Linked DNA regions of Mus musculus: region 1 is linked to region 2. The links are chromatin contacts, called in public Hi-C maps. All regions are on one chromosome and are shown on one strand. Each heading gives the region's core, a stretch centred on a gene start, on an enhancer-like site or on the middle of the called end of the contact. The rest is flanking DNA. Distances are from core to core; before and after follow the strand shown.

The links. A called contact is a pair of places that touch in the nucleus more often than the background predicts.
Region 1: a Hi-C map of liver shows a contact between it and region 2, with 2.1 times the contacts expected there. The contact joins two enhancer-like sites. A contact is called at or near these places in 1 of 39 promoter capture datasets (liver), 1 of 15 datasets of contacts at CTCF or cohesin (the NIH/3T3 cell line), 6 of 484 Hi-C or Micro-C datasets (Sertoli cells, liver and muscle stem cells) and 2 of 9 other capture datasets (adipose tissue and pancreatic islet).

Annotation. Positions count from the first base shown.
Region 1 is chr10:4,736,814-4,739,777 of GRCm38.p6, forward strand. All of the region lies in intron 2 of Esr1 (estrogen receptor 1 (alpha)), which reads left to right. Among named protein-coding and RNA genes, the nearest start is that of Esr1, 28 kb to the left of the region's middle. Within about 2 kb of position 1,413, at least 4 of the 459 cell types and tissues checked have an H3K27ac peak or open chromatin away from gene starts, as enhancers often do. A contact at or near this core is called in liver, where this site is marked.
Region 2 is chr10:4,603,725-4,606,800 of GRCm38.p6, forward strand. No RefSeq gene overlaps it. Among named protein-coding and RNA genes, the nearest start is that of Esr1, 100 kb to the right of the region's middle. Within about 2 kb of position 1,272, at least 6 of the 459 cell types and tissues checked have an H3K27ac peak or open chromatin away from gene starts, as enhancers often do. A contact at or near this core is called in liver, where this site is marked.

The DNA of each region.
Region 1 (2,964 bases), core at 163-2,662, 130 kb after region 2:
TCATACTTTCCTTTGGATTAATGAAAATCTTTTCAATTAATATTTCTTATGCAATACTTTAATCGATTCAAGAGAGTCTGCCCTCTAGACTTTGTATAAACGCTTTTAGATCATTTTAGTATGTATTATATTGTCAGTGGGATGAACTCTTGAGAATACTTAGAAATCAATTAATGTAATACAAGTGCAACCAAAGTGAGGCAAGTGGGCTCCCAGTTTCTGTAGGTGGATGGTGTTGCGTCTCCATCTCTTCTTCCTCCTCTTCATCTTTTTCTTCCTCTCCTTTGACCTCTTTCTTGCTTTTGTCCACCTTTCACTACTACTATCATCTTCTCTCGTCATTGTGCTCGTTGCAATGCTTTAAAGATTTCTGGACTATTCAGTGAGAAAGGCTATTATAAGAAAAAAGATTTTAAAGCAATTTTGCTAAACAATTTATTTATCTTTAATTACAATAAAGGGACAAAGACCTGGTTAGTGTTTGTGAGGCTTCCATCCAGAAAGATAAAGCCTAACATGAACATGAAGAGGGTAAGAGCAACTGATTTTGGTTCTAGGAGCATAAAGGAAAGCAAGGTGGGCAGGGACTCTGAAGCTGAGAGAGTTAAAGAAAGATGGATGGTGACATAGCTGACAACTTCCTACCAAGGACATATGAGGCTGACAATGCCAGATCTGACAGGTGCACGGACTAGGGCTGGGTAGTGATCAGCAGAAAGAGGTGGGACTAGTACCTGTCACAAGGCTTGTCTGTTGGGTTGAATCTAGCCATAGGCACTCAGATGATCCCATGTTATATGTTATATGTTATATGTCAGATGATCCCATGTTATATGTTATATGTTATATGTCAGATAATCCCATGTTCACGACTCTGTTGGCTTGTGTCAAGTTGACATAAAACTAGCCAGCACACCTACTGTTGTGATCAAGTCTAGTGTAGTCATCTTCCAATGACCTATTAATATGATTAGGTCTGCACTAAGGTGTAGACTTTTCCAGCACCCACCATTGTGGTCAGGTTGACTGTAGACTCATCCTAACTACCACCATTGTTATCAAATCTATTCCAAGACATAGATGCCTCTTAATGATTCAGAATTGTGATAACTTCTGATCCCAGATATAGATTTACATTCTGCTGCTTTGAATTACAGATGATCAAGCCAATTGCTGCACCTGGGGCAACAGCCCTATGTAGACCATTGTGCTTGATTGATTTTACCCTTGGGATATTCAAGTTACTTGAATACCTCCGGGAGATGCCATAGGGATTTGCAACCCATGGGAAACTCTCCTCTCTTCTTTCCCCTGATCTAGTTGAAGTTTCATGACATCTTTCTAGAACAAGGATGTGCCCAGTTAGTATGATTGCTGATGTTATTTGCATGATCTCTATCTTGGTTGACACATTGCATAATGGACAGCAAACATTCCCCCTTCTTCTTTGGTGTCCCTTCTGCTTTTGTAGCTGTGTTCACAGTTGAGTTTTTGGTATTCTGGAGTTATCTCAATGTCACGTCTAATGAGAAACACATTGCTGATAGCAGGTATTTGTTGTAGCTCTCCAGAATTTTCCTGTTTATTTTTATACTGATAGCTTAGACACAGATTTTTACATATTCCACTTATATTGTGAAACTGGTTGTGCCACGCATCCACTTATTGATCCATCTACTTACTGTCAGTGCTTGCTGAGTCAGTATTTGAGCTGAGGCACCAGAGATGGAAGGCATCCAACAGAAAGAATAGTGTAGCTCTTAGCAGAAGAGGCCAAGTCCAGGCAAACCACTGATGTTTAGAACAAGAAGAAGCTATTTCAAGGCTCTGAACATTAAGAGTGGCTGCAGGAGAGGGATTAGTGCCAAATAAAACCTTAAAAGTACCATCATTCCCCCTTACAGCCATTGGGATGACTGCAAACAACAAGAGCGACAAGAAAAATCACCACCAAAACGAGCCAGCTAGAGACAACAAATGGAAAGTGTTTGTGCTGGTTGGAAATGTAAGATGGTGGAGCCATTATGGAAAAACTCATGACAGATACTTTAATCCGCTATAAATATAGGACTAGAAAAAGAGTAAAGGGCTTACTGAGCAAGCATGGGGACCCGAGTTCAACACTTGCCACTCCTGTAAACCCCAGCATGGTGTCCTGTGTTTGTAATTCCAGTGCTGAAGAGGTCCAGGCAGGTAGGTCCCTGAGGCTTTCAACCTATCCTAACGGGCAAGTTCCAGGTCTCAGTGAGGCAAGGTAGGTGGTTCCTCAGGGACAGTTCCTGAGGCTGACTCCCACACATGCATATGCAGACGTGCACTTACACCTACACCCACAACTATGCACTAACATATAAATAGAATTGTCTTATGTTCTAGGAATTCTGTTTATGAATATCTGAAAGAATTAAAATCTGGGTTTTGATGAAATATTTGTATAGCTATGTTCATATAACATTTTTCACAATAACTGAAAGCTAGAAATGACACACATACATATATAAATATATTATACATGTATAAATGTTTAAAATATATATTATAATATATACAAATATATTGACATACATACAAATATGTATATTTTTATCAAAATATGATAAGTATATGCTGTGGTATATTGTTAAGTTTGAAAACGGAAGGAAATTCTAGCGAGTACATACCTATAATCCATAGGTTGAGGATGTAGGACTATGTGTTTGAGGTCAGCTTGGGCTATATAATGAGTTCAAGGTCATTCTGGGATAGAGAACTAGAATCTATTCCCAAAACAAACAACAGCAACAAGCTCATGCTTTTAATCAGCAATCAGAAGGGAGAGATAGGTGGGCCTCTGAGGGTCTGAGACCAGATTGGTCTACATTGTAAGTTCTAGGACAGCCAGAGCTACATAGTGAAACTTTGTTTTGAGAAAAAAAGGAAGAAAAATTGTAACACATGCTACCACATGTATCTATGTGAATGGAT
Region 2 (3,076 bases), core at 22-2,521:
CTTGGGATACTGTAACACATATCATAATCTAGGTGACTTAAAAGGTGGACATTTCTCATAGTTCTGGAAGCTAGAAGACTGAGATCCATCCATTTACTAGTATGTTCTGGTCCTCATGGGGGCTCCCTTCTGGGGTCCTGGAAATTATCTTCCTCCTGTGGTTTTATACAATGAAAAGACCCCAATAACTCTCCTTTACAAAGGCACTAGTCCTTCAGGAGAGCCCCCACCTCATGAACCAACAACCATTTGCCAATTCCACCTATTTGGGTTTTAAGATTTCAGCATGCATATGAGGTTTTTTTATTGGGAGGGGTAGGTGGAATATAAACTTTAAATCCATAAAAATTTGCATCTTACCCTTACTGTATGGGAATCTAATCTCTGCAAGGTCAGCTCTTCATTTGTTTCCACGGACACAACAGTCAGAATGGTACCTGGCACACTGTGGGTATGCAGTGAATGATTTGTGGTTGGAAAAGATGAACTGGAATACACAATCTCTAAGAACCTATCCAAGCAACTGGGGTAGCTTTGTTCCCTTGTGACCAAGTCTTGCCTTGACTCCTAGTCTCCCAGGGGTGGAATTCCCTACCCACGGGAAAGCTAGAAGCTCTTTTATTTCTATTGACTGAGACATGCCTACACTGCCTGGGATGGCTTCGGGTCACTTTGTTCAAAGCACTCTGGTCCTGTCTACTCATCTCTTATAGTCTCTTCTCCTGGTCTGGATCTTAACTTCTTACTTTCCCCTTAAACACGAGCACCACTGCTCCCCCCACCCCCCACTCACTACTCAGCTCCTGTAGCGGTGATGCATTGGTCCTAGCCCTGCCTGGGCACAGCTTTGAGTGATTTTTGTTTTGACTTCTGGTGGGCCTGCTTTGCAGACCCTAAAATAATGATCCTTTCTAAGGTTGTGCAATGTGTGAGAGGCAGCATAGACACCTGAGTATGAGTGGGTGGAAGTGGTTTCAAAACAACTAAGAGAATCCTGGACATTGCCCCATGCCTGTGTCGGTGTCATCTCCCCCACTCCCTATTGGTCTGACAGGTTGGTATGTCCAAAACACATAGTAGGACACAAAGGCCTGAACTCAGTATTACAGTATCAGAAGGATTCCCTATGGAGGGCTGGGTGAGGGGAGGATGTATGTGTGAGGGTTTGTGACTCCAGACTCTGCCCTTTTCAGTGCCTTCTGAAAGCACTGTCCTTAGATTGCTTTAGGCCTGCTAGGTTACTGAGGATCATCTGAGTTCTTGGGTGTAAGGCCATTGCCAGGGCTCTGACTGTTGACCTTGTCAGACAGAAACCTGGAGAAGCACCCACGACTGTGGAAATTGGTGGTTGTTCCTGGACTATTTCACAATACCGTTCTCCAGGAAAGAGGAAAAAAAAATAGGCCTTATTCTTCTTGCCTGCAGCATTACATAACCTAACTCTAACCCTGCTGGTTCAAACACTGTTCTTTTTCTTCTTTTTCTCTTTTTTGTTCCCCTGAGTAAATAGTTGTTCATACACACACAGGGTGTAAATAGTTCATACACACATAGGGCCCAGGCTGCCTTCTCCACTCCTGTGCTTTTGAGGGAATGGCTACTCTGTTGAATGGTGCCCACAGCTGGACACTAGCCAGAGCTTCATTTATGCATCTTCCTTAGAGTATGGATTTTACCAGGACACCTATTAATTATCTCAATGCATAGAAAGCCAGCTTCTACTTGTAGTTAATGCCATGGCTTTGGAAAACCTACTTATCATTTGAAGCCTGACATCTGTTGTTTAAGTGATGTCTCCTAAGGACAGAGCCCTGCACAAGGCACTGGAAAGGGCAGAGTCTGGAGTCACAAACCCTCACAGAGATATCTTCCCCTCGCCTAGCCCTCCATAGGGAAACTTTCTGATACTGTAATCCTTTCTGTTCAGGCCTTTGTGTCCTACTATGTGCTTTGGGCATCCCATCAACTATCTTCTCACACCCAGGCAACTCTTTTATAGCGTGTCTATGCCTTCCTTCTCCTTTTACTTCCTTTGTGCTTCTATGGGAGAAAGTAGATAACATCATTGATTTTCCAAGAACTACTCTCACATCTTTGTTTCCTGCGATACAATGTTTGCCTGGTGTGAGCAGGAGGGTCAGATTGGATCTGCATGTGGCACTCACTCTGAATCTCGGTGAGGTTTTTACAAATCGTGAAGAAATGACATATGTGACTGTGATTTTGATTTAAAGTGACAGCACCATTCATTTGATTCTCAACTTTGTGTAGGCTTCAGAGAAGATCCTACGAAGTTTCCAGACTCTTCCTTCAGAAAAATGCGTGTGTTTATGTGCCCAGAGTTCAGGTAGGATTTTAGGGGTTCCAAGTGTCCTGGAACTACCCGTGTGGGTGTTTGTCTTGGAGGGTGAAGAGAGCAAACCAGTGGAGTACAGGGTGGTTTTATGAAACAGAGTTGGCATTATGTAATAATCAGACAAAGTTTAGTTGAAATAGAAATGATGTGAAACACATTCATACAAAGACCTTTATTATTATACACTTTATGCATGTTTCCCACTTAAGATTATTTAGTAATCTAAATCCTTGCTCTTTATTTCCCAATTTTACTTATTACTGTGAAACTTGGATGCCATGTGCTAGCTCTAATGTAACTTTCTAATTTTTGTGTGTGTGTACTTGTTGTGTATGTGCTTGTGTGAACATGTGTATACTATGTGATTACTTTCCATCGAATTTTTTTGTGACAGAGTTTGTCTTACTTATTTTCCTATTGTGTGAATAGACACCATGACCAAGGCAACTTACGAAAGAAAGCATTTAGGGGCTGGCAAGGTCTCATCGGGTAAGAGCACTGACTGCTCTTCCGACGGTCCTGAGTTCAAATCCCAGCAACCACATGGTGGCTCACAACCATTTGTATTGAGATCTAATGCCCTCTTCTGGTGCATATGAAGTCAGCTACAGTGCACTTATGTGTAATAATAAGTAAATCTTTAAAAAAAAGTTAAAAAAGAAAGCTTTTAATTGGGGTCTCACTCACAGTCTTAGAAGGTGGCCACGGCCATCGTGTCAG